Linked DNA regions of Sus scrofa: region 2 is linked to region 1. The links are chromatin contacts, called in public targeted proximity ligation maps. All regions are on one chromosome and are shown on one strand. The core of a region is the stretch at or near the end of the contact, and the rest is flanking DNA. Distances in the headings are between cores, read along the strand shown. Region 1 overlaps VIT (vitrin). Region 2 has its middle 31 kb from the start of FEZ2.

Region 1 (4,519 bases), core at 970-3,469:
GCCTTGTGAGGTAAAGGCGAAGGGGCGGGGGAGAAAAACAGCCACTTTGGTGTCTTTATGAGGCTCCCTAACATGTCTGTGCTGCCTCTGAGCCCCTCCAGACAGAATCCCCCCAAGGAGATCAGGGACTATTGATAAGAATTTCCCCTTTCCACCACTCCCTCTATTTCACCAGCGCCATTTGGGGTAGGGGGCATTAAATAAATAGGATGCCAGGTGCCACCCTATTCTAGCCTGCTTGAGACACACAGTGAGAAGCAGAGCCTCAGGAAACAAGTGGACTGTCTGCTCCCTCTGAAGAGGTCAGATTTGTTCTATGTGCTTTCTAAGGAAAGAAACACAAACAGATGGGTGAAATAAATGTACCCAGAATGATACTGGGCATATTCTGGGCACTTATTTTTGTTTCATTTTGTTTTTGTCTTTTTAGAGCCACATCCTTGGCATATGAAGTTCCCAGGCTAGGGGCTGAATCAGAGCTGCAGCTGCTGGCCTACATCACAGCCACAGCAACACAGGATCCAAGCTGTGTCTGTGACCTACACCACAGCCCACGGCAATGCTGGATCCTTAACCCACTGAGTGAGGCCAGGGATCATACCTGCATCCTCATGGATACTGGTTATATTCGTTTCGCTGACCCACGATGGGAACTCCCTGGGTGCTTATGAAGTGTGATGGATGGATGGAAGGAAGGAAGAAGGAAGGGAAGCAGGGAGGAAGGAAGGTTGGATGGATAAAGATTCAGATCAATACAGTGAAAAGTTTTCTCACAGTCTAAACAGTCCAAGAATAAATGCACTGTTTTTGTTGGGAATGTAGGAGGTGTAGTGAGTCCCTTGGCTCTGGAGGTATTCAAGTACTAGCCAGCCACTCACTTGTAGGACTCTTATAGAAACAAGCTAGGCTGTTGGTTCAGATTGCATGAGGTTTCAATTCCCCTTAAATATTAGGATTCCCATTATCCCATCATTCTCAGGGCATAATGAAGGGAAGAAAAAAGTTAAAGATGTTTTGTCTTCAGTTTTAAGAAATTTGAATGAGAAAATCCCAAAGATTTCAGGTTGTTTCATCCCAAAGTCTGGTCTCATGCTCCTTTACTGAACTGTCAGCCACAATTAGAACACCCTTATCATCCTAGCAGTTCACATGAGAGCTTCTGCTGGTTTCATCGAAGTAACGAGTTTATTTCTTTTTAATTTTGAAAATCAGGGGAGGAACCTGACTTATGGAAACCTGGATCAGTCCTTCTAGATGCAGGTAATTATGCAGCCCAACTTCCTGGCCGTGGCTAGATCAAGATTCACAGGATTTCAGCTAGTGGCATAGAGCCCAAGCTCGGCTAGAGAAGCCTTTCCAACAGGGTCACCTGGGACGTTAGGGTCTGGTGACCACGCGAAGGGCCCACTGAAACGCCCGCGGTGAGGCCTGAGGTAAGGGACAATGATGGCTCACAAAGGAGGAAGGAAGTGTGAAGATAGAAAGGTGGAAGGGAGTGAGTTCCAGGTCCTCAAAGTGGGTTAGACCCTCACTCCATCTGGAGCACACTTGACTTCCTTCTCTTTCTTCTTCCTTCTTTGCAAATAGGACTCAGGTTTTCCCTTCATGGAAACCAGTGTTCCCTGTTTGCTGCATTGAGTGTTTTTTAAACTCCAACAGCAAGTGCGGCCTTCCAACTCTTGGTCCGAGGGCAGATTTTGCTGGTGGGTGGGTGGGGGGAGGTAGAGGAGAGGCCTTGCGCATGTACTTCTTCCCCTCCCGGGGTTCCTGGCTGAGAAATGCCATGAGCGAATCTTTTAAATGATGTGAGGAAGTGGGAGGAGCAAAGTGACCTTTAATGGGAAGATGAAATCATGTGCTTTGCAAATCGGAAAAACTAACAAGCTAGGAAAAAGCCCATGGACCGCAGCCAGAAAGGACCAGAGCCCCCAGCACCTTCCTCCACTGGGGGAGACTCTCGGGGCGCTGCCCAGCATCCCGGAAACGGGGTGGGGCGGGGACTCACTTGCAGTGCTGCAAGTTTCACTCATTGGCTTTACCTAGAAAGACTCCTATTGTCTTTGCTTCCTATGTGATTTATCTGTGTACTTGGCTCCCAGGTAAACAGTTCTAAAGAAAACCCCTGAGGCTGAAATTCAACTCACACACACACAGCCTCTTGAAAGCCTTTGGCATCTGTACTCTGCTCTCAGACCACTAGAGGCCAAGGGCTGGATTTTAGACCCTCTGGTGTGTGACGTGCTTGTATCTCATCTCATCCCCTCCAGTCTACTCCCAGCCCCCATCAGACGGTCCCCACTCTCACTCATCTTGATCCATCAACTCAGTCACTGAATGTTGACTGAGGACTCCCATGTGGGGACAAGAAACGTTTATGTGATGAGACACATGCCCTGCCCTGAGATTCTCAGAATTTTACAGAGGGATAATTTACACTTGCAAAGTGCTTAATGCTCTCAGATAAGGAAACTAGGCTCAGATAAAACAAGTGAATGGGCATGAGGGGACAGATCTCAAGCCTGACTTCACAGGACTGTAAGCACCCGCTGTCTGCAAATATTCATTCATTTTTATCTCTTAAGCGGGGGCGGAGTGGAGAGGAGCACAGCGAGCAGGAAGCCAAGCCCCCTAAGCTGAGTGTGAATATTCATTTTTGTCCCCATCCCTGGGGTGAGGCCAGATGCTTCCTGTTCTTGTAAGTCACCAAAAGTTTTACTGCTCTTTCCAGGATTTGTTCCAAAAGAAGAATTAAGCACACAGTCTTTGGAGCCAGTATCCCAGGGAGATCCAAGTAAGTTAACTGACAAGAGAAATCCAGAGTGATGGCTTTGACATCTGATCTGCTCTCTCTCCCTCTACCCACTCACGCCCACCCGACCCCATCTCTCTCCTACCCTGGATCTATTTATCTCCTCTCTTCTGTCACTTTGTTCTAAGGGGGAAAGGGAAGCTTTTGAAGGATTTAAACTCTCCATGTGCAAGAGGGGGAGAGGATCAGATGGTTAAAACGTCACTATGGCAACAGGGTAGGGTGGAGTTGGGGAAAAGAGAAGCAGGGAAAGGAGGAGACTGGCTGGACAGCAAGAACGGTGGACAGTGGACATGATGGTAGACAGAGCTCAGAGTAGGAAGCATAAATGGGGAGAGAAAAGCACATTCAAGGGCTAGAAAGGAAGAATCTAGAGGGGTAGAGGTGGAGGTGCAGGAGAGGGAGCAGTTTGGAGTTCCCATCATGGTGCCGCAGAAATGAATCCAACTAGGAACCATGAGGTTGCGGGTTCAATCTCTGGCCTCGCTCAGTGGGTTAAGGATCTGGCATTGCCGTGAGCTGTGGTGTAGGTCACAGACACGGCTTGGATCCCACGTTGCTTGCTGTGGTGTAGGTCAGCAGCTACAGCCCCGATTCGACCCCTACCTGGAAACCTCCATGTGCCATCGGTGTGGCCCTAAAAAAAAAAAAAGAGAGAGAGAGAGAGAGGAAGCAGTTTGAGATGGTTTGAACAACTAGGGTAAATGCTGCTGGATGAAGACCCCTGGAAAGAGCAGCTTGGAGCCGAGAGAGTGGGGAAGACGTCCGGTCTAGCAGAGAGTTGACTGCCCAGGTCTGACATTCAGAAGGAACAGCCAAGCCAGAAATTTAGAATTGGAAGGTGATGAGCTGAAGTTCAGAACCAAGGCTATGAAAACAGGAAATGTGACCTAAGGAGACAGGCTAGAGTAGGAAGAAACAGAGGACTTAATGCCTGAAGAACTTTGAGACTAACTGGGTGGAAGAGAGGCCACCCGAAGATAGCAGAAAGAAGGGACCAGAGAAAAGAGGAAAACCAGGAGGGAGCTGTGTGTTTTGAGCCAACGAGAGCATCTGCAAATTCCCCCAGAAAGTTGTGACAAGTGACCAACAAGCTGAGTCTCAATTTACGTGTGAGAATCACCTGAAGACATTTTTTTCCTTTTTAGGGCCGTACCCATAGCATATGTAAGTTCCCAAGCTAGGGGTCAAATCGGAGCTGTAGCTGAGGCCTACAGGGCAGCCATGGCAACGTCAGACCCGAGCCGCATCTGCAACTTATGCCATAGCTGGCGGCAAGGCTGAATCCTAACCCACTGAGCAAGGCCGGGGATCGAACCCTCATCCTCACAGACACTATGCCAGGTTCTTAAGCCACTGAGCCACAGTGGGAAGTCCAACTGCAGACATTTTTTAAAATGAAACTTGCCAATCCCTGCCTCATAACTACTGACTCAGACCCTCCCCCCATCTTGCCACACGAAGTGTGGTCTGAGGACCAGCAGCAGTGGCATCACCTGGGAGCTTGTTAGAAAGGCAGCCTGTCAGGCTCCACCCCAGACCTACTCAATTAGGTGATTCCTCTGCCTACTAACCCTCGAGAAGCACCACCTGGAATGATTCCCTGGCATCTTTATTTGTTGAAGCTTCATAAGCAATCCTGATACTTATCCAGGGTTAAGAAACACTGGCCTAATATATTGGCCAACACAAGGCATTAATCAATAAATT
Region 2 (4,519 bases), core at 1,191-3,690, 120 kb before region 1:
CAATATTTTAGAGTCTTATCACTTTCTTGTCAGTCTTAGGCAGAACAAAGACTGTGCTTAGCAGGTTGTATCCTGGAATGCAGGGTGCAGTCCAAAGCTAGGCTCCTTCTACCCAAGATTGCAGAGCCCGACACCAGCCAACATCTAGTAGAGGTCTCAAAATCAGAGCCCATGAGTTCCCAGCAGGTTAAGAACCTGACATGGTGACTGTGATGATGCAAGTTCAAACCCTGGCCTTGTTCAGTGGGTTAAGGATCCAGTGTTGCCACAAGCTGCAGCATAGGTTGCAGATGTGGCTCAGATTGGCATGGCTGTGGTATAGGCCCCAGCTGCAGCTCCAACTCGACCCCTAGCCTAGGAACTTCCATCACAAAAAAAAAAAAAAAAAAAAAAAAATTAAAATCAGAGCCCAGATACATTCGCTAGTCCAAATGACTAGATGGAGCAATCCAAAGAATCAATTTTTTTTTGTTCATTCATTTAACAAGTAGCCATTGATAGTCAAATAAATGCCAAGCACTTGTTCAAGAAGTAAGGGATTTGTTTATGAACAGCAGCAAAAATACATATACTCCTCCTTTAGGCATCTTACATTTAGCAGAGAGAGGACATGATGAAGGAACACTGAGGTGTCCTGGGACCAGGGACGGTTCCGGCAGCAGGCTGACATACCAGCCTGCATGGGCATGAGGGGTGTATTTATGGAGCCTGAAGCTGGGCAATGAAGCCAGTCAACCAAGAGCCTCTCTTCATTCCTACTTTTTCCCATTTGTAAAACTGAGATAATGATGCTTTGAATTCTAGGTGTGAAAAATGATTCTTGATGTGAATGCAAAGTTATTCTTACTCCAGCATGAAAGTTCTCTGGGCTTTTCAATCTTGTCATATTCTGAAAGCTGTGTGCTCTATAGAATGGTCTCTGGGTTCCAACCAGGGCCCCTGTGTTGCAGTCCAGCTCTGCCATCAGGAAATGTGTAACCGAAGGCAAGGTGCTTAATCTCTTAGAATCCCAGTCTCTTCACCTGTAAAATGACTGTGTTGGGCCAAGTGATTTGTAAGCTCAAAACTTTTCTGATCTCTGATACACTACAAAGAAACGTAATCTCCTCAACCAGCCTTACCAGCACAAATACTGCTCATGATGGGAAAATTCCCTTGTTGTGGCTTATGGCCTGAACTAATTTTTGTTCATTTAATGTAACAATCTTATCCTTGTTGCTTCATTGACTCAAATTATATATTTTCCTACTTTTTTCTTCTTTCCAAAGTATTTAATTTGCAAAGTTTCAAGTTCCCTTCCAATAGTTCTATTACCATCTTTAGCTTTTTGGTTGCTTTAGGAGTTTTTCCTTTTTTTTCTTACGTTAACTGTTTTTGTTGTTACTTACACAACCCTAGCATATTAGTAATATATAGTAGCTAACATTTATCAAGTACTTACTACAGGTCAGGCACAAAACATCTCACGAGATCATCACAGCCACGCTGAGAGATATACTTTTATCTTTGCTTTATAAGAGGAGAAACAATGCATTGAAGGGGTAAGAGGTTTCCCAGAGTCACACAGCTAGTGAGAGCCCAGCTGGGATTGTCTGATTCTAGAGTTCCAGCTCTAGACATGGAATCATTGGTAGCTAAAGAGAGGGGGAAAGAAAAGAAAGATGAAAGAGAGAAAGAGAGAGAAAGAGAGAAAGAAGGAAAGAAAGAAAGAAAGAAAGAAAGACAGACAGACAGAAAAGGAAAAGAAAGAAAAACAAAAAATATTAAATTCAGTGAAACTAATTTAAAATGCTTACACTATTTTTTCATTCTAAATAAAAATAGTATTTAGTTGCATGGAAAATTATAATATTACAGTTCCGATTATCTGCTGTATTGAAAACTAGAGCACCCATGAGAAAAATAAGCCTTCTTATTTTAGCCATTATGGTGTGTTATCTGGGTCTATTTAGGAGGCAGCAAAATGGAGGCAGCATTCCAGTCCTTGACACTGAAATTAGATCCTGGAGCCTACGGCAAGGGTAGGGCAGGCAGCATGTGGCCCAAGGTCAAAGACTGCCCAAGACTAACCCAAAAGTTCATGCCCGGATAGTGGTAAAAATGAATTCACAAATTCCATAGCAGTAAATAGTGACTCTTCTGAGCATCTGAATAACCCATTCTATTTTCACCCAAGGTCAACTTAGGAAGCTGAGGTTAGAACAACTAAGGGCCAATAATATCCTTGGCTGGAAAGCCTGCCCTTCATCAACAATTGCGTGCCTGCAATGCCCTCTGGCTTATCTACATTCATGACTGTTTGGGGAAAGGTGTGATCTCGATAAAGCCTCGGCTTTGCTCCTAAAGTTCTGGTTGCAAGCAGCGATTCCCACCCACAGGATAGCATTATGTTCTGCGGGGCAGGGCCTTTAGCCCCAGCACAGCTGTTGTCAAGAGGTCCTTACACTCCATCACATCTACTGACACCTACAACCAGCTAGGTCATGGACTTAATGCTCCACTACAGTTATTTATGAGTCACTGTAACTTCAGAGGTTTTTGTTTCATGCAAAGACCAGAAATACAAAAATAGATTCATTTAATCAGAGAGCTAGAGAGCTAGTGTCTTGTACTTATAAATTCTTAATCTCTATAAACCAGCAATCACTCCTCACTGCCTTTTCAAAATTATATATATAATTTTATTCAATTTCAAGGATCTTATTTTCCCTCAAACCAAAGTAACAAAGGAGCAGAGAAGCCTATGTGAGCAAATACATTTACGTTCTACAAAAGCTTATAAAACATGTAAATCTAATAAAGATCAATTCACTTTGTATTTCCTTAAGCCATGTTTGCCTGAAACCAGAGAGGAATATTTTTCAATCAAAGCTATAATGTTTTTTTAAAAAATAGTATCTTTTTTTTTTACCATCTTAACCATTTTAAATGTATGGTGCAGTAGTGTAAACTAAATGCACATTGTTTTGCAAATTAGTCGTATTGCAAAACTGAGACCCTATATCCATTCGAGAACAATTTGACTTCCCCCACCCCCAACTCCCACCCCTGTCAGCCTCTGCCAACCACCATTCTACTTTCTGTCTCTGTGATTTTGACTATGTCTAAGTACCTCATGTAAAGTAGAAGCATGCTTTGTCCTTTTGTGACTGATTTATTTCATTTAGCATAATGTCCTCCAGGTTGTAGCTTTTGACAGGATGTCCTTTTTTAGGGCTGAATAATATTTCATCATATGTATACACAACATTTTCTTGATTCATTGTATCTGTTCAAGAACATTTTTGGTTGCTTTCACCTCTTGGCTATTATAAATAATGCTGCAATTAACATGAGTATGTAAATATCTCTTTGAAATCATACTTTCAGTACTTTAGGGTATATGTCCAGAAGTGGGATTGCTGGATCATATGGTAGTCCCATTTTTAATTTTTGGAAGAATCTACACAGTGTTTTCTATGGAAGTTACACCATTTTACATTCCTACCAGCAGTACACAAAGGTTCCAACTTCTCCACATCCTTGCCAATACTTGTTACTTTCTGGGTTTTTTGATAGTGGCCATCCTAACAGGTCTAAAGCGATATTTCACTGTGGTTCCTCACTGTCTTTTATAAAAAGAAAAATAAAAACCAAACAATTCCAAGTAGCTCAATTAAATATTCTATCAAATTCTTTGCATATGATCTTCAAATGCTATTATCTCTCTGGCCACTAATCTGTTCTGTATCCAGTAATAAAAAGCACTGTCTGGTGCAAAAAGTAGTCAGCATACAGAGACCCTCTGATTCAGTGTTCCACCCCTAGATACAGAGTCAACTTAAGCGAGTACGCATGTCCACTATCAGAGAAGTATAAGAATGTTCATAGCAGCATTATTCATAATAGCTCAAAGACAGAGATGGCCAAAGTCCATCAATAGTACAATGGAAAAATAAACTGTGGTATAGTGACATAATGGCATAACAGCAATTAAAAAAAAAAAAAAAAAGGAACTTCTGCCACATGTGACACCTTGGATATATTTCACATATATAATATTGAGTAAAAGAAACCAGATTCAAAAGAGTCCTATATGATTTCATTTGTATGAAGTTCAAAAAAAGGCAAAACATAGAGCTAGAAGGCAAAATACCATTTTTCACTGGTGGATTACTGACTAGCAGGGTACATTGGAGTTATTTGGGATTTTGTAAATATGCTATATCTAAATTTGGGTCGTAGTTATATGAGTGTATACATATATGAACATTTGTTAAGCTGTATAGTTTATTTAAACCTGTATGCTTTCCTTCATATAAGCTTTAACTGACAAAAAAACTAAAAGAAGGAAGATGAACTTTAGCAAGAGGACCAGTTGGCCATGATAAGATAATCCCCTTTTGTGATTTTTTTTTTTAAAGAAGCTATTACTCAAAAATCATCTAGTAAACAAGTTGGGTGATGCTGGAAAGGAAAAAAATGCCAAACTTAGCATTAACGTGAACTTGGAGAAATGAAAGACAGAGATGAAATAATA

Evidence for each region.
Region 2: a contact with region 1 is called in a targeted proximity ligation map of skeletal muscle, with 3 times the contacts expected there. A contact is called at or near these places in 8 of 47 Hi-C or Micro-C datasets (alveolar macrophages, fetal heart ventricle, fibroblasts and 5 more) and 1 of 2 datasets of targeted methods (skeletal muscle).

The regions. Positions count from the first base shown.
Region 1 is chr3:103,410,886-103,415,404 of Sscrofa11.1, reverse strand. VIT (vitrin) reads left to right here. Exons shown (of 13, transcript XM_021087635.1): 7 at 1,213-1,260; 8 at 2,729-2,791. Among named protein-coding and RNA genes, the nearest start is that of VIT, 80 kb to the left of the region's middle.
Region 2 is chr3:103,533,437-103,537,955 of Sscrofa11.1, reverse strand. No RefSeq gene overlaps it. Among named protein-coding and RNA genes, the nearest start is that of FEZ2, 31 kb to the left of the region's middle.